Regions from separate parts of the Muntiacus reevesi genome. Here regions 2 and 3 are each linked to region 1. The links are chromatin contacts, called in public Hi-C maps. All regions are on one chromosome and are shown on one strand. The core of a region is the stretch at or near the end of the contact, and the rest is flanking DNA. Distances in the headings are between cores, read along the strand shown.

The links. Hi-C and Micro-C count contacts between places; a contact is called where the count stands out from the background.
Region 2: a contact with region 1 is called in a Hi-C map of muscle, with 6 times the contacts expected there. The contact joins the promoter of EEF2K here to the promoter of DNAH3 in region 1.
Region 3: a Hi-C map of blood shows a contact between it and region 1, with 2.8 times the contacts expected there. The contact joins the promoter of UQCRC2 here to the promoter of DNAH3 in region 1. A contact is called at or near these places in 2 of 3 Hi-C or Micro-C datasets (blood and muscle).

What each region holds. Positions count from the first base shown.
Region 1 is chr2:197,559,985-197,564,615 of mMunRee1.1, reverse strand. DNAH3 (dynein axonemal heavy chain 3) reads left to right here and starts at 2,305. Exons shown (of 62, transcript XM_065924469.1): 1 at 2,305-2,439. LDAF1 (lipid droplet assembly factor 1) reads right to left here and starts at 2,877. Exons shown (of 5, transcript XM_065924470.1): 1 at 2,764-2,877; 2 at 28-224. The coding sequence starts at 123.
Region 2 is chr2:198,465,554-198,470,184 of mMunRee1.1, reverse strand. EEF2K (eukaryotic elongation factor 2 kinase) reads right to left here and starts at 1,849. Exons shown (of 19, transcript XM_065924479.1): 1 at 1,714-1,849.
Region 3 is chr2:198,235,876-198,240,506 of mMunRee1.1, reverse strand. It overlaps UQCRC2 (ubiquinol-cytochrome c reductase core protein 2), which reads right to left and starts at 1,927. Exons shown (of 14, transcript XM_065924473.1): 1 at 1,784-1,927. The coding sequence starts at 1,816. LOC136158514 (a long non-coding RNA gene) reads left to right here and starts at 2,245. Exons shown (of 2, transcript XR_010661349.1): 1 at 2,245-2,487.

The sequences.
Region 1 (4,631 bases), core at 1,056-3,555:
CATTATATGCTCTCATTAGAAACTGACCTTTGAGTTACTCTGGACAGACGCTATCAGCAAAGATAGCTTCCTCTGCAGCTCCTGCAAGTCCTTTGAAGTACTCGGGGGCTCCTCTTTCGCCATCCTGAAACCCACTTCAGTCTCTTTAAGGATTAATTCAACCAGGAAGCTCTTCAATGCAGGGCACAGTCAAATCTCTCATGTCACTTTGTCTCTTGCTGTCACTGGAAGAAGTGAAAAGTATCTTAAACCATTAGTGGTCTTCACTCAATTGACCCAACGAGGGCTTCTGCTGTCCTCACACACTAATGATGGGCATAGAGATGAAGGGTAACCAGGCAATATCTATCAAAATATCAAATTGTACACACCTTGATCCAAAAATTTATTTTCCAGGAACCTGAAGGAAACAATCAGTTATATCAAAACATGCCAAAAGGATGTGCGATTATCCCTGTTTATAATACATACTTAATAGTAAAACAACAGGAAAAAGTTGTCTACTGATAAGAACTAGGTTAAATAATGATAAATTCATACAATGGAGTATTGTATAGCCATTAAGATGATGTTGATATTTATTTAATGAAAATAAGTCTATGATGTGAAAAAAATTATAAAATACCAATTATTACATATTTTATGTATATATCCATAATATAAAATACATATATCCACAGTAAAATAAAAGATCTAGATGGATCTATAACAAGATGTTAATGGTATTATCTCTGAGAGCTTATGTTTATTTTTTTAGCCTGATAAAATGCTGAAAAGAATACAGAAGAAAGCAAGGCTGAAGACACTATTTCAAATCCCACTGCCTTTTTTTTTTTTTTTTTGCCAGAAAGCCTTTCTCAAACAAATGACAGTGGCCAACTTCTTTATTTACTACCCACACTAAACAGGTTGGCTCCCAATTACATTGTGCCATAAATTACTCTCTATTTACTTTTAAGTCTCATTTCCATAACAAGAGAGGGACAAACTTTGCCACAATTATACTCTGTGACTACAATGGCCTGGAATTTCCAGAACTGTCCCAATAATAAAAGCTGTTTGTTAAATTATATATCTATCTTTTAAACTCTTTTTAATTTTTATATAAACAAATACATTATTATTTTATATTTCCCAGAACAACACTGTAAGGCTGGGCTGTCACAGAGATATCTTTTCCATTATTCCTTACAACTAATCTCCTGACCTATAGCACAAATGCTAAAAGATTCTATCACAGTGGACAAAATTAACTGAGAGATGTTCACATTTATTTACCATACTCAACATCCCACATGGTAATTATGTGAGATGGGAAGTGACGATGGTGGTTTAATTGCTAAGTCGTGTGGAATCTTGGGACCCCATGGCCTGTAGCCTGCCAGGCTTCTCTGTCCATGGGATTTCCCAGGCAAGAATACTGGAGTTCTTCTCCAGGGGATCGTCCTAACCCAGGGAGGGAACCCACATCTCCCACATTGCAGGCAGATTCTTCACCACTGAGCCACCAGGAATGACTTATCTCCTAATATCTATAGAGTCTGTTGTTGTTGTTGTTTTAGTTGCTAAATCGTGTCTGATTCTTTGTGACCCCATGGACTGCAGCCCACCAGGCTCCTCTGTCGATGGGATTCTCCAGGCAAGAAGACTGGACTGGAGTAGGTTGCCATTTCCTTCTCCAATAGGGTCTAGTAGCAAATTAAAGCACATTTTAATCACCCAGCTAGAGATTCTCTGCTACAATCCCTTTTGTGAAACAGGAATCCCCTGGACTGGACAGGACTAGACCCTTCATTCCTATATTCTGTCTCTGAAGCTGCAGCTGGCATAGATTAGAATTGGCCATGTTCCCAGCACTCAGCTCCCCTAATCTCAAACCTGCAACGGGCAGGAACAAGCCCAGCTCCCTTCACTGGTTCCCAGGGCCTTGGAAACCTAGGGGCCATCCGGACAGGTTTGGGAAGTTCAACGTGAATAGCGTGGGTAGAAAGCCATCGGCCATAGCCGTAGAATGAAATCAGCTGGTCACCAATCCCTCTCACTCACTCCTCGGAGGGGCCTCCTCAAGCAAAGACAGGTCTCAGGAGGAGGGAAGGGGGCAACCCCTTAATCCGACGCAGCGCACAGTTCCCCGCCTTCTGCGATCTCCGCGCCTTCCGGGCCGAGCCAGGAAAACCCAAGCCAACCCGCCCTTTCCCTTCCACGGCCCACCCGCTAAAAGCCCCCCTCTCTTCCTCGCCCGCCCCTCCCGGGACAAACGGAAAGCCTGAACGTTCCAGCCGGGATGGAGAGAAGTCGCACCGAGGACCCCGTCATTAATTTGGGGAGGAGAATCCACCTTGGGTATACCCTGCAGTGACGGGGCAGGGGAACCCCGTAGGAATGAGGGCATCCGTTTTGACGATTCCTGAAGAGGAGGTGTGGAGACTTCCCAAACAGGTTTCCCAAGAAAGGGCGGGGTCTTCGGGGTGGGATGGGGTGGCAACCCTTTACCGAAAGTCGTAGCAGGTGTAGGTGTGTGTCTGTGTGTCTGTGTGTCTGTGTGTTGTGTGTGTCGCAGGGCTGGGGAGGGATGAGACTTCCCTTAGTTGGGGGGGGGGGGGGGGGTTGTCTAGCAGGGCCCGGGAAGGATGAGACTCCGTGTGTGTGTATATGTCACCGACTCCCCTTTCAACCCACCGCCCCCGCGCTCCTCCATTTGTCCAGCCCGGCCCAGGGGTCTAGCCAGCCGGGGCCCTCGGTCCCCCACGCCCGAGTCCTCACCTGGTCCCCGGGGCCGCGGTGCAGGCGGAGCAAAGGAGAGCTGACGGAGCCGTGGGCGGGCGCGTGAGCCTCCGCCCGCGCCCGCGCCCCAGCCAGCCACGCCCCTCCGCCGCGTGGCCCCGCCCCGCTCTTCCCCTTCCTTTCCCCGCCCCTCCCCTTCGCTCGGCTCCAGCCTCCTGCCGCCCTCCCAGGGCTGCCTGCTTCAGCGTTTTGGAGCTTCCGGGAGAAACCTGAGCGAGGAGCACGTGAGGAAACTTAAGGCTCAGAGAGAGTTGCCGTTCCTACGCTCTTGGCTTGTAGTGAGGGTGCCCCGGCCATCTCTGAGATAGGTGAACTGGCAGATATGAATGGGTTTTCACAGGGTCTTAGGGCTTCTGCCTAAATACCCTGAGCTACCTCTTCTGGAAGCATCTCTGGAGTTCAGGACAGACAAGTGATGAGACGGTTCCTTGACTGAAAGGTTTTCATCATTACTTCTCAAATGCAAATATCATGAGCCAATGAGATCCTTAAAAACTCTGTTAGGTTAGTATCTCCATTTTATACATGAAAACGTCTAATCCAGAGCCGGAACGCATGTTCCCTGACCTGAAATCCAGCCCTATAGTAGGGTTTTTCAAGGGGCAGCGCTGTTGACATTTTGGGCAGAAAAGTTGTGTTGAGGGGACTGTCCTATACGTTGTAGGATGTTTAGCAGCATACCTCACCTCCAACCACTAGATGCCAGTAATGCTTTTCTTCCCTGCAAACAACCGAAAATGTCACCGAACATCAGCTAATGTTCCCTGCATAGTTGTCTAGGTTGAGAACAACTGCGGTAGAACATAGTGGTGAAGACAGTGAACCGGGTCCAACAATCCCAGACTCTGGTCCCAAGTCAGACTCTTACTTGGAGAAAAGGATAGACTCGAGTAATTGGTCTGCTACTGCACAGCTCTCAGGTTCCGTCCATCCAGGGACATGTACTGATATACTTTCATCTGTGACCTGTGTCAGTAGCCATCTGGAGAATAGCTCTTTAAGAAAGAGAAAAGCAATCACAGGGTTGTCGTGAGGACTGGTGCAATAATGGCTGTAAAGAACTTAGCACCTATCAGGAACATGGGAGGAGCCCAAAAATATTTAATGTATTGTGCTTTTTTAAACCTATGTTTTTTGAAGGTTATTTGGTTTCTTTTTTTTAATTGCAGTATAGTTAGCATATAACATATGACATATAAGTATTAGTTTCAGGTGTATGACAATGATTCAATGTTTGTTTATATTGCAAAGTAACCATCATAATAAGCATAGTTAACATCTGTCACCATATACAGTGACAGATTTTTTTTCTTGTGATGAGAACTTTGAAGATTTATTCTATTAGCAACTTTAAATAGGTGATACAGTTTTTACTTCTTTCACTGATTTTGCCCATCCATCAAGGATGTATTAGTTCTACCAACTAATATTTCTAGAAATAATCAGGCTAATGGATTGAGAAATAAGCTTAGGTATATAATAATAATAAGCTAAAGGATCCTGCTCTAACTCCTAACTCTGCAAGAGCCAAGAAAGGGAGAAGCTAATGGTGAAGATAGGGGGACCAACAGATGTGTCCCTAAATTTTTACATTTCAAGCAGTTCTCTGGTTTCATGCCTTTTGTTCAGCTGAGGTGTGATAGTTGCCCCACCCAGGAAAGGGTCGGTTATATTTATATATATATATATATATATATTTTTTTTTTTTTTTTTCTTTTTTTTTTTTAAGGGTTTTTTTCTTTTAGAACATAACAATCCCTCCTTCCCTGGTGGGTGTTGCTTTGGAAAGCTGAAGTCAGGCCTCCATTGGAAATTTTGTTCAAGGATGCCATCTAGGGGTGACTCTG
Region 2 (4,631 bases), core at 600-3,099, 910 kb before region 1:
ACCCCAAGGGGAAAGCCGCAACCAAGAAGCCCCTCTCATACCCACAGACCTTTCATAGGGCTTCCTGGAGCCCCAGTTTCTTCAGCAGATAGTCACAGACCACCAGAGAGGTGGAAAGGAGAGCTCCTGTCAATCAGGGGCCCAGCCTCCTTCCAGCCTGTGGCTCTGCCCTCCTCCAGGCCCTCACAGTCCTCTCAACTCTGCTGGTAAATGGGAGAATAGGGGAGGTTTTTAGTGTCCAGCCTTGGGAGAGACACACACTATTTCTGCTCACATTCCAACAAGCCAAAACTTAGTCATGTGGCCCAAGAAATTGTAAGGGAGCCCAAGAAACACAACCAGGATGATATCCCAGGAAGAAGAGAACACGGTGACCAACAGCCATCTCTGCCACATAATACATTAAAAATATTTAAAATCGTATCAGTGACACATCCTTAGTCAGGAAGAAAGTACCATCCTGTCACCCAAAGCGCGCGCACACACACACACATACACCCCTGCTGCAAATCACAGAATGTACACAAGCGATCATATGTAAACAGACCATTTCAAGGGATCCTCAGACCCTGACTTCCTCTCTCCTCATCCCCTGCAAAAGATAACTTGGGACAGCAGCCCACATCCCTTCTTGAAGAAGAACGGGAGAGGAGGGGGGATGGCAATCCCAACCATCATGTTACACCTGAAATCCCACTATCAAGCAGCTTTATTGTATTTGTTGAAAAAATGCCTGGAGTAAAAAATGAAAGGTGCTGTGGAGGCCAGGGAAAAGGAGGACACCTAGGAAATTCTAAATCCCACCTCTTCCCACAGGCATCCTTTCCATCACCACCTCCAGGAAGCCTTCCCCAATGCCCCCACAAGCCCCCACCCCCACGCCACGCACAGGGTATCATCAGCTCCCATCTGCTTACTCTGTATTCCTTCCCTTAACCCACCTTGCTCATTAGTACCTGCTGTTAGATTACTCTGGGCCTCAGTTTCCTCCTCCGTAAAATCAGAGGGGTAGGCAATTTCCTGGTTGAGCGGCCCCCAGGCAGCAGCTTCCAGGGCCGAGGACCCAGAAGTCAGGCTCCCATAGAACTTCCCCTCCGGCAGACTAGCCACCCTCCTCCTAGCAGCCCATCCGGCTCACTCGGGGCGCAGCTGGGCGGGTTCCCCGCAACCCCCCACGCCCGCGCAGCGGAGCTAGGCCGGGACTCCCCGGGGAGGCGCCGCCCCGCCGCTCCGCATACTGACGCCCGGCCCCTTGGCGCACTTGTCCACGGGGCCTGCCAACACCAGAGCTCTTGCAGTCAACACTCAGCGGCAAGGGTGCGTCGACACTGTCCTTGAGGTTCCTGGAACTGGGGCCTCTTGTTGGGGGGCCCAGGTAGGCGATGCGGCTTCGGGCCCCGCGGGGAAAGGAAGGCAGCCTCCCCCACTCTGCGGGCCCCGAGGCGCCCCAGGCGGAGGCCCCCAAGCCGTCTCTCTCACACCATCGAGTGCCAAGTATTTTCCCAACAGGCACTGCCGTTAATCAGCACGACGCTCCCATTTTACAGAAGCAAACAGTGAAAGCCGAAGAGCTGAACCCTCACATTCTCCTTCCGCCTCGAACCCCGGCTTTGAAGCACCGGACCCTGAGCGGTCCGGGCGCTGGCGGCACCGGGGCGCGCAGGCTTGCAGCGCCGGATCCCGGCCCCCTTGGCCAACCGCGGCCCCACCTACCTGCCTCGGGCGGACCGGCGCGGCAGCCGCTGCCCACGGCCGCGAGGATCCAGAGGAGCTGGCAGAGGCTCGTGGCCCGGTGCTCCAGGGTGCAGGGCGGGCGGGCCCCCCGAAGGTGCCGGGGAGCGGCGAGCCGGGCGCGCGGGCCGGCGCTCCGGGGAGGCGGCGGCGGCCGCGGGAACGATCCCGGGGCGCGAGGGGTGCGCGGAGCCGCTGGGATGATCCCGGGGCGCTAGGGGAGCGTTCCGAGGGCGACCGTCCGCGGAGCTGGGGCAGCTGCTGCGGCAGCGCTGCTTGCGGGAGGTGGATCCCCACACTGGCGGAGCTGGGGCTGGGGCCGGAGGCGGCGGGCCGGGGCGGGGCGGCGGCGCTCACGTGGCCCCAGTGGCCGCCCCTGCTCCTTCTGCCGCCGCGTGGACCTCCCGGCGCTGCGTCTGCTGCCTGTCTAGTTCCTGTATTCAAATCCTTTCCCAAATCAGTAATGATCCGATCTCATTGTACGTCTCTTAAAAAAATTTTTTTTTAATCAGAAATCGCTTTTTTTCCCTTCTGATCTTGCTTTGCAAAAACTTAGGCATGTATGACTATGGCAATTACTTGGGTAATTATTTGTATAGCATGTTGCTGTATTCCTCTTAGCGCACGGCCTGGCATCTGCGTGCGTGCTAAGTTGCTTCAGCTGTGTCCAACTCTGTGTGACCCTATGGACTGTAGCCCGCCAGGCTCCTCTGTCCATGGGATTCTCCAGGCAAGAATAAAGGAGTGGGTTGTCATGCCCTCCACCAGGAGATCCTTCCCAGCCTGGCACCTAATAAGTGCTTAATAAATACCTGGGAAATGAACGAATAAATATGGAAAAGTATAATGAAGAAAAGGAAATAAAACTAATGATAACCACTGTGAACAAGTTCATATTATATTCTTCCTATTTTTCTAGTGAAAGTTTAGAAATTTCACAACTCTTAAATTTAGAAATAAAAGACTGCTGGCCTTCCAGTGGTTAAAACACTGGGCTTCCATTGCAGGGGGCACAGAAAAAAAAAAAAAAAGAAATAACAGTGATATTTATCAAGCGTTTTTTCTCATACTCTCTTCATATCAACTTTTGTAGCTCTACTGTACAGATCATAAAACTGAGGCTTATAGAGGGACACCTACCCAGAAGATTTCCAAGGTAGGGGCCCCAGGTAAACAGAGAAACAAGTGTATGCAAGCAGGCCAGAAACAGACAGGGTTATCTAGGTATGACTGTGGGAGTGTTTACATTTTTCCTAACAAGAGTGGACTCTTACCTATTTCTCCTATCCACTCAACACTAGGTTGTAAACATGTTTCTGTGGTCAAGGGCTACCTGTCATTTGCAATGCCTTCTTTGATGAGCCTTTTTGGAGTTGTGATAAGAGCTGATATTTACAGGACATTCACTTTGTGTCAGGCATTGCGGTAACTGCTTTATAGACATTTTCTTTTTAAATTCTGGTCATAATCCTCTTTTTGTCCCCACTTCATACACAGGGAGACTAAGGCAGGTTAAGTGACTCTCCCAAGTTTACATAGGAAGTTGCAGATTTTGACCCAGGTCTCGGTATATATTGACCAACCCCTAGGGTGTCCGGTCCATAAGTCTTGACACTTCAGGTTTGTGTGTGTGCTCAGTTGCTTGACATGTCCAGCTCTTTGCAACCCTATGGACTGTAGCCCACCAGGCTCCTCTTTCCATGGGATTTCCCAGGCAAGAATACTGGAGTGGGTTGCCGTTTCCTATTTTAGGGCATCTTCCCGACCCAGGGATCAAACCCCAGTCTCTCTCGTCTCCTGCATTGGCATGAGGATTCTTTATCACGGCACCACCTGGGAAAGCCACTTCAGTTTTTGTGGCCCCTGAAAATTCAGATTCTGTTGGGAGAGTGAAGTCCTTCAGCTTACCAGCTGCAATGGTCTCTGTAGGGAGTAGGTATAAGTTTATGAGGCTTGGGGAGAGGGTAACATTCAGGCAGCACCTCATAAGGTGGTGAAGGGAATGAACAAATAGAAATGGTCCTGAAACCATTGGTCATTGAGTGTTTCACCCTTTGGCCTAAATACTACAAGTTTCAGAAAATGCAAGATCTAAAAGATACATATCATTTTTGCTTGAAATATTGGCTCCATTAGTCATCTTAAAAAATAAACTTGGCTTTCAGCATAAAACAATATTATACCTGGAAATTTTAACCATGGGAAAACTGGACAAGAACAAAGAGTCTGAACTAGTCTGTTCAAGCCCAAAGAAAGGCCAAAAAAGAATAAAGACTGCTTTACTTATAGTTCTGTGGCTCTGGACAAGTTATTTAGCTTCTTTTTTCCTCTCTTTGGTGTATGAGCATCTTTTGTCTTTAAGGAACCAGTACACCCTATTCTCAATTCATGAGAACAGCCCTCTCCACTCTCCTGGTTCTAATATTGGACACATGACTAGACCTGGCTGGTCAGTATATTCCATTCCTTTTGCCCCGTTCATTGGTTCTGGGATGAGCATGTGACCCAAGTTAAGCCAACGAGATACTAATTTAGGTCTTTTATAGCTGCCATTTTAAAAGATAATCTCTTTGAAGCAATCTAAATGTCCATCAGCAGATGAATGGATAAAGAAGATGTGGTGTGTATTACACAGACACACACACACACACACACACAGACACACACACACACACACACACACACACACACGGGCTTTCCTGGTGGCTCAGATGGTAAAGAATCTGCCTGCAATGCCGGAGACCTGGGTTCGATCCCTAGTCTTATCTGGGAGATCCTCTGAAGAAGGGAATGGCTACCTACTCCAGTATTCTTGTCTGGAGAGTTCCATGAACAGAGGAGCCTGGTGGGCTACAGTCCATGAGGTCACAAAGAGTGGAACTTGACTGAGTGAGTAACAC
Region 3 (4,631 bases), core at 678-3,177, 680 kb before region 1:
ATGACTAATGGAAAAAACATAGCCTTGACTAGACAGACCTCTGTTGACAAAATAATGTCTCTGCTTTTTAATATGCTGTCTAGGTTGGCCATAACTTTCCTTAGCGCTTTTAAATTATAAGTTACAATTAGCTTTACTTTATCATCATCAATTTCACTCGCTAGGTGTGGTACAGTTAACTCTACTAGTGATTCTAGCTTTTGATTTTTCCAGAAAGTAAAAAATTTAAGATATGTGGGCACATCAGTTGCTAAGGTAGATTTAGGTGCTCTCCTCTCAAATGTGCCTGAGCAGTGACACTTCGTCATAATGTACTTTCTGTAATTTGTTCCATTCAAACCTGTTGTAACGAATTATCCTAGTAACTGTCCATACAATTACTATTTTGTTTTAATAACAAAAGATGTATAAATTTATTCTTATGTAAAGTAAGTGCTGTAAGTAGAACCAACAATTGCTTTCAAGCTTACTGCAATTTGTTTACATTGGTCCTCTTCAACTGTGTTATCTTTGAGTTCTTTTTTCTACTGAAAGGTGAGGATGGAACGAATGAGGAGATGGTTTTGAGGTTTTTTGCCAGTTCAACTGGACTTCCCTCTAAGGGTTATTAAAATCATCGGTTAATATAGGGGTGCTAAGAAGGCTAAGAGAATTACAGTCTAAATCAAGGTCATTTGTATAATTCATAGTTTATCTATTTAAATTTAAGTACCGGGAAACTCCATTCCCTGGTTTTTCGAACCTTCTTCTAGTAGATTACTACGTTTCTTAGCAACCCAGGCTCTCTTGGTATTTTGAGCTGGATAATTCTGTTGTGGGTGGCTTTGAGCACTGAAGGATGTTCAGTAGTAGCACTCCCCCGCCCCTCAGGTTGTCACAACCAAAAATGTCTCTAAAGTGAAGTCGCTCAGTCGTGTCCGACTCTTTGCGACCCCATGGACTGTAGCCTATCAGGTTCCTCCCGCCATGGGATTTTCCAGGCAAGAATACTGGAGTGGGTTGCCATTTCCTTTTCCAAAAAATGTCTCTAGATGTTGCCAAATGTTCCCTGGGGGCAAAATTGGCCTCGAAGAGTTGTTTTAATCTCAGAGGTTGAGACTGTTCCCTCTTGATAATGTAACACTGATACAGGAGTTTTCCCCAAGTGACAGCTATGTGTCACTCGGACATGGAGGAGGAGCCTTAAGAAGCTCTAAAGGAAAGGCCAAGAACCCCTCCTGGATAAATATTAAAACGAGATCAAGAAAAGCACACTTTATGCAGCCAGGACACGACAGTAACAATCAAGTTCCAGGTTCACTGAAAAATGCTATACAGGTATTAGCTCATTTCTTTCTTATGATTTTACTCATAAGCCCGCTTAACAGTTGGAGAAGCTGATGCTACATGATACGCCAAGAAACACAGGCAGCAGCTGATAGGGTAGGGATGGGGGACTAGGTCTACACCGGCCTCCTGGGACACAAATTTCGCGGTCTCCTTCACCTGCACGCAAGGGCAGCAATGACCTTCAAAGGTGTCTCCACCGAATCGCTTCACCTCTGCTCTCAAGCCCTCTCTCTCTCTGCACGTTTTCCTGCATTAGGTCTCCTCTGCTCAGAGCATGAGCGGGCCTTCCAACGCCTGACCCACCCAGCCTGGAGCCCAGTTGTCCCGCAGGGTTCAGCTGAAGGGCAGAACGAAGCCCAGCGCCCAGGGCCCCCAAACCAGGCAACTCCGGTCCGTATGACCTTGCTGACCATCTGCTCTCCAACCCTTCCCCAAGCCCGCCAGCTGTGCTCACCGAGAGGGACCCGGTTCTGGTTAACAGCTTCATTGCTCAAGATTGTTCTGAGCCTCGGTCACTGCCGCCTTAGAAAAAGCAAGATGGTGGCGGACGGCGGAAGCGGCCCAGCTTTCCCTGCGACACTCTTTCCCACGTCTCTTACGTGAGGGACTCTCTAGACGACCGGCTGCGCTCTACTGCTCCTTGGAGGTTGGGCCAGTCCAATTCCTCCAAGACATAGGTTAGGGAGACGCATAATTTCGTAAGGGAGTATTTAGAAGATAATTTAAGTTACCGCTTTTTTAGCTCTCTTCCTGGCCTGGATATCCACTCTGTAATCTTCTGACTACTCCTGCGACAGCACACCGCAGCCTCTCCCCCCCACCCCCCGCCACTTTGGATTTTCCCGATCCGGACTGTCCAATGAAAGAGTCGGGTTCTCCGGTTTTCACCCGCGGCGTCTGGGCTCAAACCATCTGAACTCCAGGACTTCCCTCTCCATAGAAGCCGTCGGCCTTAGAAGACCTTCGTCTATCTGCCCTTCTGCAGAGACTTAGGCTTCGAAACCGGGTGTGATCGCCTGTTGCTTGGTGAAGTCGTCGTTAGATCATTAGCTCCATGAGGACATCGGCCTTGTCCAATCAATTCGCTTCTTTAACTGCCAGACCACGCCAGGGATACACCTGGGTGAGACGGAAGCTTAGGAAATCAGTACAACTAAGGTATCTGCTGTCCTGGAGTTAATTGTCTAGGCTGGGGTTACGTAGAAAATAAAAACTGCACTATAGTTTTAGAAAAATTAAAATGTTTTGAATAGTAGTGGTGTGCGTGTGAGTGGGTGAGAAGTGGAACTTCTAAGCTGAAGCTTGCCTACGGAGAGTCACGTGACTGCTGAGAAAGTGAAGTGAAAGTCGATCAGTCGTGTCCGACTCTTTGTCTTGGTCGTGTCCGACCCCATGGACTATGCAGTCCATGGAATTCTCCAGGCCAGAATCCTGGAGTGGGTAGCCTTTCCCTTCTCCAGGGGATCTTCCCAACCCAGGAGTGGAACCGAGGTCTCCTGCATTGCAGGCAGATTCTTTACCAACTGAGCTATCAGGGAAGCCTCACGTGACTGCTGAAGAAAGAAAATTCTGTGCTCTTTTCCACAGGTATTACCTAAGAAGTTGTCCGTGCCAGACACTATGCTGAAGATTAAGGCACGGTCCCTGCCCTTCAGGGGCTTATAGTCTTGTATCTTGCTGCGTTGCATGGTTGGGAAACTAACATTAACATCATTTAGGAGTCTGTTATTAGTGAAGAATTTTCAGATCCCATACTGGATCAAAATCTGCATTTTTTCTTTACAAGATTCCGAGGTGATTTGTATGCACATGAAAATTTCATAAGGTGTTACAGAGCAGAGAAACTAGTTTATACCCTTAGCCCGTGTCTGAGTTTCTCTACACTCACAACTCTGTAATAGGAGATTACAGGGGACACCTAAGACCCAGTAATTGAGAACATGGCAGGAGTTCCCTGCTGCCTAGTGGTTAGGATATGGCGTTGTCGCTGCTGTGGCCCAGGTTCGATCCCTGGTTGGGAACTGAGAGCCTGTAAACTGTGGGAGGCATGGCCAAAAGATATTTTTTAAAAATGTGAAAAAGAATCTGGCACAAAAACTGTGGTAAATTTACATAGTGGTGCATGAGATGATTTAAAGTTGGTACATAAGACTTTCCTGGTGGTACAGTGGATAAGGAAACTGCCCCCTGCCAATGCAGAGGACACAGGTTCAATCCCTGGTCCAGGAAGATTCCACATGCAGTGGAGCAACTAAGCCCCTGCCACAGCTAGTGATCCTGCTCTAGAGCCTCACATGACAACCACTGAAGCCCCTGCACCTAGAGCCTGTGCTCAGCAAGAGAAACCACTGCAAGGAGAAGGCCGCACTACAACTAGGGAGTAGCTCCCCACGCCCCTCCGCTGCCCCCCCAACGGCCCCCCCCACCCCACTGCAGCAACTAGAGAAAGTGCATGCATAGTAAGGGAGACCCAGCACAACTGAAAAATGAAATAAATTAAGAAATAAAGTTGGTACATAAGTGAACATTGTTCTATTTTAATGGTTATATATTATTTTGAATATTGTGGCAAGCATTGAGGATAATGAATTTCCTTTTGGCATATGTTTATAAAAGAATAAAAGATTGATGTAAACAACATTAAATAAATTAACTATAGGTGATATGGACATATGGAAAAAATAATGAAGATGTTAATGAGCCATAAAATTTGAGAAACATTTCGCTGATCCTCACACCCACCAGACACCTGGTTAAAATTTTTCAATGATTTCCCATGTTTTTCAGGATAAAGTTCACATTGATTAACATGATATACAAACCTCTGCCTCCAGTACTTTTTAATCACTACTCTCAAATTAACTGCACCCTTGAGCGTCCAATCATTGGAACTTCATCATCCAGTTGAGGTTAGGTGGGGTACACAAATGCACACGTCCATGAACACACTGCTATTTAGAATGCTTCCTTCTTCAGTTGTAACACCACCGATGCATCAAACCGTAATTGTGACACAAATTAAAAAATCTGTTCAAAATGTGGTAGTGTATGAAATACAATTCACGCTAACAGCTACATAAATAATAAAATACTGTTTATTAAGTATTTTGCAACATTGCAATATTGCCTGTTAAGTTTTACAGTACGAAGAAAGACTGCTGTCTTGTGGAAATATCTACTACCACCACCTACCTAACTCAGTGACAGCTGTTTGTATGTGGAGGAAGGGTGTGTGTGTGTGTGTGTGTGTGTGTGTGGTTCAGATGGGATACCATTGTTAACATGTATTTGTGACAGTGGTT